Regions from separate parts of the Gossypium hirsutum genome. Here region 1 is linked to region 2. A link is a contact called in public Hi-C data. All regions are on one chromosome and are shown on one strand. Each heading gives the region's core, a stretch centred on a gene start, on an enhancer-like site or on the middle of the called end of the contact. The rest is flanking DNA. Distances are from core to core; before and after follow the strand shown. Region 1 holds the start of LOC107947797 (interactor of constitutive active ROPs 2, chloroplastic). Region 2 holds the start of LOC107933744 (DNA-binding protein S1FA).

The links. Hi-C and Micro-C count contacts between places; a contact is called where the count stands out from the background.
Region 1: a contact with region 2 is called in a Hi-C map of leaf, with 2.8 times the contacts expected there. The contact joins the promoter of LOC107947797 here to the promoter of LOC107933744 in region 2. A contact is called at or near these places in 2 of 34 Hi-C or Micro-C datasets (both in leaf).

Annotation. Positions count from the first base shown.
Region 1 is chrA04:69,128,712-69,132,632 of Gossypium_hirsutum_v2.1, forward strand. It overlaps LOC107947797 (interactor of constitutive active ROPs 2, chloroplastic), which reads left to right and starts at 1,472. Exons shown (of 4, transcript XM_041111093.1): 1 at 1,472-1,769; 2 at 2,798-2,881; 3 at 3,193-3,376; 4 at 3,537-3,921. The coding sequence starts at 2,862.
Region 2 is chrA04:68,741,124-68,745,254 of Gossypium_hirsutum_v2.1, forward strand. It overlaps LOC107933744 (DNA-binding protein S1FA), which reads left to right and starts at 2,293. Exons shown (of 2, transcript XM_016866032.2): 1 at 2,293-2,502; 2 at 3,317-3,709. The coding sequence starts at 2,473. The coding sequence ends at 3,535. It overlaps LOC107933753 (L-type lectin-domain containing receptor kinase VIII.1), which reads left to right. Exons shown (of 1, transcript XM_016866043.2): 1 at 1-1,323. The coding sequence ends at 1,033. It overlaps LOC107933735 (cell number regulator 8), which reads right to left. Exons shown (of 3, transcript XM_016866023.2): 3 at 4,058-4,131.

The DNA of each region.
Region 1 (3,921 bases), core at 222-2,721, 390 kb after region 2:
GGAAATAAAATTATCATTGGTCTTTATAGATTCGACTTTATTCACTATTGTTTTCTATAAGTTTATTTTTGAATAGAAATTGATTTTTGAACAATCCTACAAATTTTGCCTATTGCTAGGGACTGATATTAATAATTTTATTTCTTTTCATTATCCTTAGCATTCGATCATGATTGCATATTGACAATATTTGGAATTCAAATAGGAGTTTCCAAGTAGAGCGAATGAAACAAAAAAACTTTTTTTTTTTTCTTGAGAATCAAATTTCTGAACTAACCTCTTTTATCCGACAATTAGTTGCACCGATATATATTCCACATTTCAGAAAGACTCGTATGAATTTAGGAATACAATTGGAAGAAATCTCAATTAGTGGTAATGGAGATATGATCCATATTCTAATACATACAATCATGAATGGAAGGATACTTTACTTGAGTTGAAAATATCAAAATTGACCTAAAACAAAAAGAAAGTTATATATTTCAAGGCAATTTTTGATTGCATAAACCATACTAACAACTCCAATGTTTTTAAATTAAATGAAGATTGAAGTAAAGTCATAGCTAAAAATTACTACTTAATTATATTTGACTATTGTGGTTTGTTTGTACTTTGGGAGCAAGATAGAGATGCCAGTTTCTTATGGATGAATCAACTCTGTTTTTATATGCTTTGATTACAATTTACGACAAACATCAATTGATTAATTCTAGAGTTAAAACAAAAAAGAAGGCATATTCGAACACGGGAGTTAATTGAAAATATCGAAAAAAATTTCATATTTTGAGTTTATTGAATCGAGTTATTTAAATTATTCGAGTCAGTTCGAATAATTCGATTTCACACTTCAAATAATTCAAATAACAGATTGGTATAAATATCCTTTTAGTTATTATCAACTTTAAAAATAAGCAAATTAGTTTCTATCTCAACAAAATTACAAAAAATTAAATTAAATTAAATTTAAAATATTTATAAAAAATTCAAAATATATATTTAAAATTAAAAAATTTAAAATTTTAAAAAATTTCTAAAATAATAATTTTTATTTAATTAATTATTCAAATTTATCATATTCAATTCAAATATCTTAGTTTTTATTATTTTACTTTGAATATTTTTTAAATATATGTAATTTTAAATATATGTGTTAACCCATATAATAACTTGATAATCAATAGTATTTATCACCTCAAATATGATCTGAATTTAAATTTAATTTTTTTTAATTTAACTCAAATTTATTCACAGATTCAAATCTAGAAAGAAACTGAGTATGCAGATACTGTTAACCTTGGGTTGGGATTCGGGAGCCTCAACAGCACCAATCATAACGTAGCAGCAGTTGAGTGAGGAGAGGAGCGTCAAACAGCGCGTGAAAAAGGAGCGTGGTGCTTTAATCAATCACAATCTCCTGTATAGGTAAACGTCCCTATAAGCCAATAGCTTTTGCTTCCTCTTTCCCTTAACTGACATTCAACAAAAACAGTAAAACAAACAAAAGTAAGAAAATATATAAAAGAAAGCGAGCTTCTCAAAAAAAGAAGAAAATATAAGAAAGAGAGACTCGGCCTTAGGGAACCTGAGCAGTGAGCATTGATAGAGAAGAAAAAGAACCTCAGCTCCAAGAGAAGCTTTAACTTAACCAACCCTGTTTGGTTTTGGGTTTTCCAGGGTTCATTATTTCCAAGCCTTTTACATTTGTTCTTTTTCCTGAAAATATTAACTGAAGCTAGCTATCTCAAGGACTACCATCCATCCTTCAGGTAAAAACTAAAAATCCAGCTCTGTTTTCTCCTTATCCTTTCTGTTAAACATGTATGTTTCAGGTTATATTTCATTTTTCAGCAATGTAAATTTCTAGTGGTGTTCATGTTCCTTTAGTTCCTTCATCAGAAAAGATTGTTTCTAAATGTGTTTAAAAGTGAGTAGGTTTTGCTTTATGTTAACAATTATATCTATCTCTCTTGCTCTTCAGACCCTTTTTCCCTGCTTGCCTTTTTTATATATCCTTGAAACTATGTCTTCTTCAAGTTCATCTACTCCTTCATTAAGCATTGTTCATTTAATTCTTTCTTCCATGTTTTATTTTCAAAGTTATCAAGCAAAATTTGGGGAAGATAAACGAGATTTTCATGGAGTTATAGAGCTTTTTGGTCTTAAATTTGCAGGAGAAAATGGAAATATAGGAAAAAGTAGTTTTATTGGATTGGTTGAGTACACCCCACTGCCACATATTTTCATTAAGAGCATAATGTTTCAGTTTTTTGGTCCAATAAGTAATGTAAATAAACAAATTTTAATTCCAAACTGAGTACAAGCAGTCCCTCATGGATTATTAATTTACTTCGTTCATTTCTAGCTGGTCCTTTGTGGTTTCAATAATGTGGGTTCTTCTTTTTTGATCGTTGGTTTCAATAATGTGTTGTGTAGCATATCTTTCACTAGAGAGACAGAGTGAAAAGATGGTTTTTTTTTTTAAAATAATCTCATCATATTTGCTCTTTTTTAGACAATGCCTAGAACTATCCATAACCCCTCCTTAACTCATGATAATACACCTCAGCGCGCTCGAATCCACATATGGCAACTTTATTTTTCCTTTCATTTTAAATTAGGTCATTTTGGTTCTGGTTGGTAGTAGTGGAATTAGTTTCTGTGGAGTTTCTTCGAAGGAATTGTATTTGATTGTTTGTTGGTTAAGGCTTGATATACATTCCAGCTTGCACAACCTCTACATCTATAATATCAGAATCTACCCAATGTAGCTTCTCAATCCATGATTTCTTTGCAGCTTGTGTGGGTCAAGTCGGGTTTGAAGCAAGGCCCTTTTACCAGTTCAAGGGGATATATAAATCATGCAGACCCCAAAAGCAAGGTAAGATCCTCATTAGTTGCTCGGTATATTGTTAAACCCCTTTTTCACCCCCTTTGAAGTAGGGCAGTTTTTAGTTGTTTAGCTTGTGCTTGAAAAAATGGTTGCAACATTAACTTCTTTAAGGTGGGTGACTGCTTAGCTATGAAGTTGTTAGTAAGCTATCTATCCGCCCTGCATTATGATTGGTTATATAGAAAGTTGTAAAAGTAGTTACAACCTCCTGAAAGAACCTCTTGTATGATGTAATAGTAGTCATCGACTAGAAGCTTCATTGATGTTTTTTTTAATTGTATTTTCATTGTTTTTGGCAGTAAAACAAGCCCCCTAGAAGTGCCTCAGAGAAACTCTTCTGCTACACCTCGAACTTCTCATCAAATGAAGATATCAGGATCTGATGCTGACACGGTCTCATCCCCAAATCCTGCAAGTAAGACACCCAAAGATAGAAGTCCGAAGGTTACTGAGCGTAAAGCATTGAGAAGCCCGGTATCTGAGGTATTCTTTGGTCACTTATGAATGGTTAAGACTAGGATGATGCTTACCGTAATGAAATCTGCAAATTGTTTTCCGTTATTACCGGATAGTTGTCTATTTTTACTTCTCCACTTGATTACTCGCACTGACAAAATGTCCAAATGTTTGGTGTGAGCTCTAGAAAAAGCGTGGAAGCCGAGTGACCGAACTGGAAGCGCAACTCTGTCAACTTCAGGATGATCTAAGAAAGACCAAGGACCAACTGACTGCTTCCGAGTCATGGAAGAGGCAAGCCATGCAAGATGCTGAGGAGGCTAAAAAGCAGCTATCAGAAATGTCAGCCAAGCTTGAAGAATCCGAACAGCAGTTGCTGGAAATTTCTGTCTCTGAGGATGGTCGGGTTCAAGAACTCCGTAAGATCTCACAAGAACGAGATAGAGCATGGCAGTCAGAACTCGAGGCTGTCCAGAAGAAGCACTCGATGGATTCTGCTGCCTTGGCTTCTGCTTTGAATGAAATCCAGAAGCTTAAAGCTCAGCTGGAAAAGGCATATGAATCAGAAGCCA
Region 2 (4,131 bases), core at 1,043-3,542:
AAAAGAGTTCAGATACAAAGAGCTGAAAGCAGCTACGAGATGCTTCGATGCTAATAGAATTATCGGTCACGGTGCTTTTGGGACTGTCTATAAAGGCATTTTACCGGATAATGGCGACATTGTGGCTGTTAAGAGATGTAGTCATACTAGTCAAGGCAAGAATGAGTTTTTATCTGAGTTGTCAATAATTGGGACCCTTAGGCATCGAAATCTTGTAATGTTGCAAGGATGGTGCCATGAGAAAGGTGAAATTTTATTAGTTTATGATTTAATGCCTAATGGGAGTCTGGATAAAGCATTATTTGAAGCCAGAACGCCATTACCATGGGCTCATAGGCAGAAAATTTTGTTAGGAGTTGCCTCTGCTTTGGCCTATTTGCATCAAGAGTGTGATCACCAGATTATTCATAGAGACGTTAAGACCAGCAACATAATGCTGGATGAAGGGTTCAACGCAAAGCTAGGCGATTTTGGTTTAGCAAGGCAAATTGAGCATGATAAATCGCCTGATGCCACGGTAGCTGCCGGCACAATGGGATATTTGGCTCCCGAATATCTTCAAACTGGGAGAGCGACCGAGAAAACGGATGTGTTTAGCTATGGAGCTGTGGTTCTAGAGGTCGCTAGTGGAAGAAGACCAATCGAGAGAAATGCCAATGCAGCTGCAAAAGTTGGAGCTAATGGGAATTTGGTGGAATGGGTTTGGAGTTTGCGTAGAGAAGGGAGATTGTTAGCTGCAGCTGATGCCACGCTGGAAGGTGATTTCGATGAGGGTGAGATGAGGAGGGTCCTCCTGGTGGGGTTAGCATGTTCACACCCTGATCCACTGGCTAGACCCACAATGAGAGGAGTGGTCCAAATGCTGGTGGGGGAAGCCCAGGTTCCAATTGTTCCAAAAGCTAAACCCTCAATGAGTTTCAGCACCTCTCATCTATTGTTGAGCTTGCAGGACAGTGTATCTGACTGCAACGATATGATAAACTTCTTCAGTTCCTCGTCAGAAAATAGCCACATTGGTCAGGACCTTGTCTAACAAATAATAAAAGGGCTGAGGTTCCCAATAACATGTAAAAGCACAAGTTTTAGGGGATTGGGGACAAAGAAAAATGGTGGGGGGAGTGATTGAAGGTTGCCTAGTTGATTCCACAAGCAATCCCCATTGTCAAAGGGCAGACATGGGAGTTTGAGTAGACACTTGGTAAAGTAGAGTGAAAAATGTTTCATATTTATTATTTTATTTTATTTTTAATTAAGAAACTTTATTGAGTGGCGGTTGGTGATGGATCAAAGCAATGAAGGAAAGAATCATCATTTTTTATAAAATTGTTTAATTGGGTAATAAGGAAAATGAGTAAGCAATTACATGGAGTGGGTTGTTTGGGAGAAAAGTATGTACTAAACTTGATTCTAAACTTACTTCTGATTACTTCTTTTTTAAAGACTTTTATTCAGAAGCACGTCTCTTTTTGTATCTTCTCAATGCTTGGGAAAGTAGGATTAGGCTGGCTTTTCATTATATCAATCTTAATGTTTTAAAAGGAGGATGGGGTTTAGGACAAAACAGAAAAAGTCAAAGCTGCCCACAATACCCACAACCAGTTGCTGGATTAAGCATCTCTTAATACTAACTAGTACTATTGTCTTTTTTCAAGTCCCTGTCTGATGAGATATGTACATTCTTTCTGTTAGAGGCAATTATTTTTTTTTAAATCACCTTATAATAAATAAAAAAAATTAAACATTTTTTATTTTACTGACATGACATACACATAAATTGTTAGGTGGACGACACATCAGCATTTAATTAAATTTTTAAATTTTAAAATATTTATTTAAAAAAGTGTAAAAATATAATTTTTTAAAAATTAAAAAAAAATCAATTGAATGCGTAGGTGGCATATGCCACATTAGCATAATGCACAAACGTCAACTTTTTCATAATTTTTGGGTTGTCAAGTTTTAAGAGCTAAAAAATACGAAAAAAATAGAAACTTAAAATAATTTTTTTATAAAATAAGATCATTATGGCTTAAAATAACGATGAGATATTTTGATGTAAAAGCAATAATTTATATATTACTAGAATAATTGAAACAGTAAGATGAACTTAATTAAATAAAAATAATTATAAAATAATTTTGTAAATGTGTGGGTTTAGAAAATTATTATGTTTGATTAAATAAACATCTTTTTATTTGTAATAGGTACTCTGCCATGATAAATAATCCTAAAAACAATAAAAGTAAAAGTAACCCTCCAAGTCCCATAAAACTCACTGGATTTTACCCAATTCACTGGGCAATGTTACTATCTGGGTTCAAAGTCCAATTATCAGTTGGATCCATTAAACTGCCAAATGAATATCCGAATTCGTTTGATTACCAGAAACCGGTTTTTGTTTTTGTTACTTTGGTTCCCAACTTGTGCTAGTGAGGAGCTCCAACGTCGAGTTCGCACTTGGACTTGGCAGTAATGTCAGACGAGTTCGAGTTCGCCGATAAGGTCCATCTCTGCTTTGATCGCTTGGTTTTTCTCCCCTTAAATTTCAATGGCTTTTCAGTGAGATCCGTGCTAAATCAGTTCAAATTTAGAGATCTGGTTTTGTTTCCTTTGCTTATTACTTGTTACAGTTCCGATCTAGTGCAGTGGTGCTTTTTCAAATTAATTCCAATTTTTTTAGACTTTTTCTTGCTCTTTCTCATGCTTAATTAAGATACTGTTACTTGTTTATTTTTGCATGCAAACTTAACAAACTATCCTCTTTTTTTTTTCTTCTTCTCGATATTTTGATTGAAATAAAGCTGCAGCATCATTGAAACTATTAACACCATCTTTATGTGGGATTTGATCAGTCAATTTGGTTGGGTTCTTTTTGTTCATCCATACCTCTCCATAATTCTGACTGAAAAAACATAAAGGAACAGTGAAAGATGAAAGCTTTAGTTGACTGCCTGAAAAATCTTCACTCAGTTTGCGATACATCCTATAATTTCGTCAACAATCTACTTAAAACACAGACATAGGTATATGAGTCATCAGTATCCATGGATAAATTTCTGGGGTCTCAATGTAAACCTTGTGTGATCTCTTAAAATCTTGATGATAGATGTATATGTTTTGCAGAAATGTTTGTATGCACGTATACTTTATAGAATCTTTCATGTAGCAAGGATCTTTTGTAGTAGGGCTAAGTTTTCCTATTTGCTCTCTATGGCCTTTTGAAAAGATTAACAGGCTGAAGACAAGTATTGAGCAGCTAGTTGTGTTTAGTATAAAATTACATGCGTGATGATTTTAGTTTCTGCTAATGCAATAGGGAAACAAGATTATTTATGAAACTGAGGGCAAAGGATTCAATCCTGGCTTGATAGTTCTGCTGGTTGTTGGGGGGCTACTGCTGACATTTCTTGTTGGGAACTATGTACTTTACTCGTATGCACAGAAGACTCTTCCACCTAGAAAAAAGAAGCCAATATCAAAGAAGAAGATGAAGAAAGAGAGGCTGAAGCAAGGAGTTTCTGCACCAGGAGAATGAGGATTTCGAGGCCTCGTTTCCTCTGATCTGTATATCAAAATGGTTTGTTTACAATTTTCTTCCTGTTTTGTTTCCAGAGAGTTGTCTTGGTTGAACAAACATCTTAATCTCATATTTGGTAGACTAGGAAGTAAAATACTGATCTGTTTCATTAATTGCAGTTTATTTGTCTCATTTCTATTGCCCTCTTTATTTCCTTTTCATTTTCCATGTGAACTAATCGTAGGAACAAATCACCCCAAACAATGCCTACTTGTGTGTTCTTATACAGAAAGGACTCTCTTCCTATACATGTTCGAACTAAGATATAATCCTTTTATATATATATACGAGAAACCTGAAAACAATATATTAAGTATACTTGCATTAGATGAGTAACATGGATTCTATCAGTTAAATTCAACCCTATGAATCCAACATGAGTTCATTCAAGAACTAGGAGAAGTGAAAAAGAGAGAAAAAAAGTATTAACTGTGAATTGTGAAAGCACCAATTTCCTTTTAAGAAAAATGAGATAGAAAAGAAGTGTAATATTTACTATATTATACACATAAAATACGTAAAAACCATATGTCCGTCAATATGTTATTGTGCTT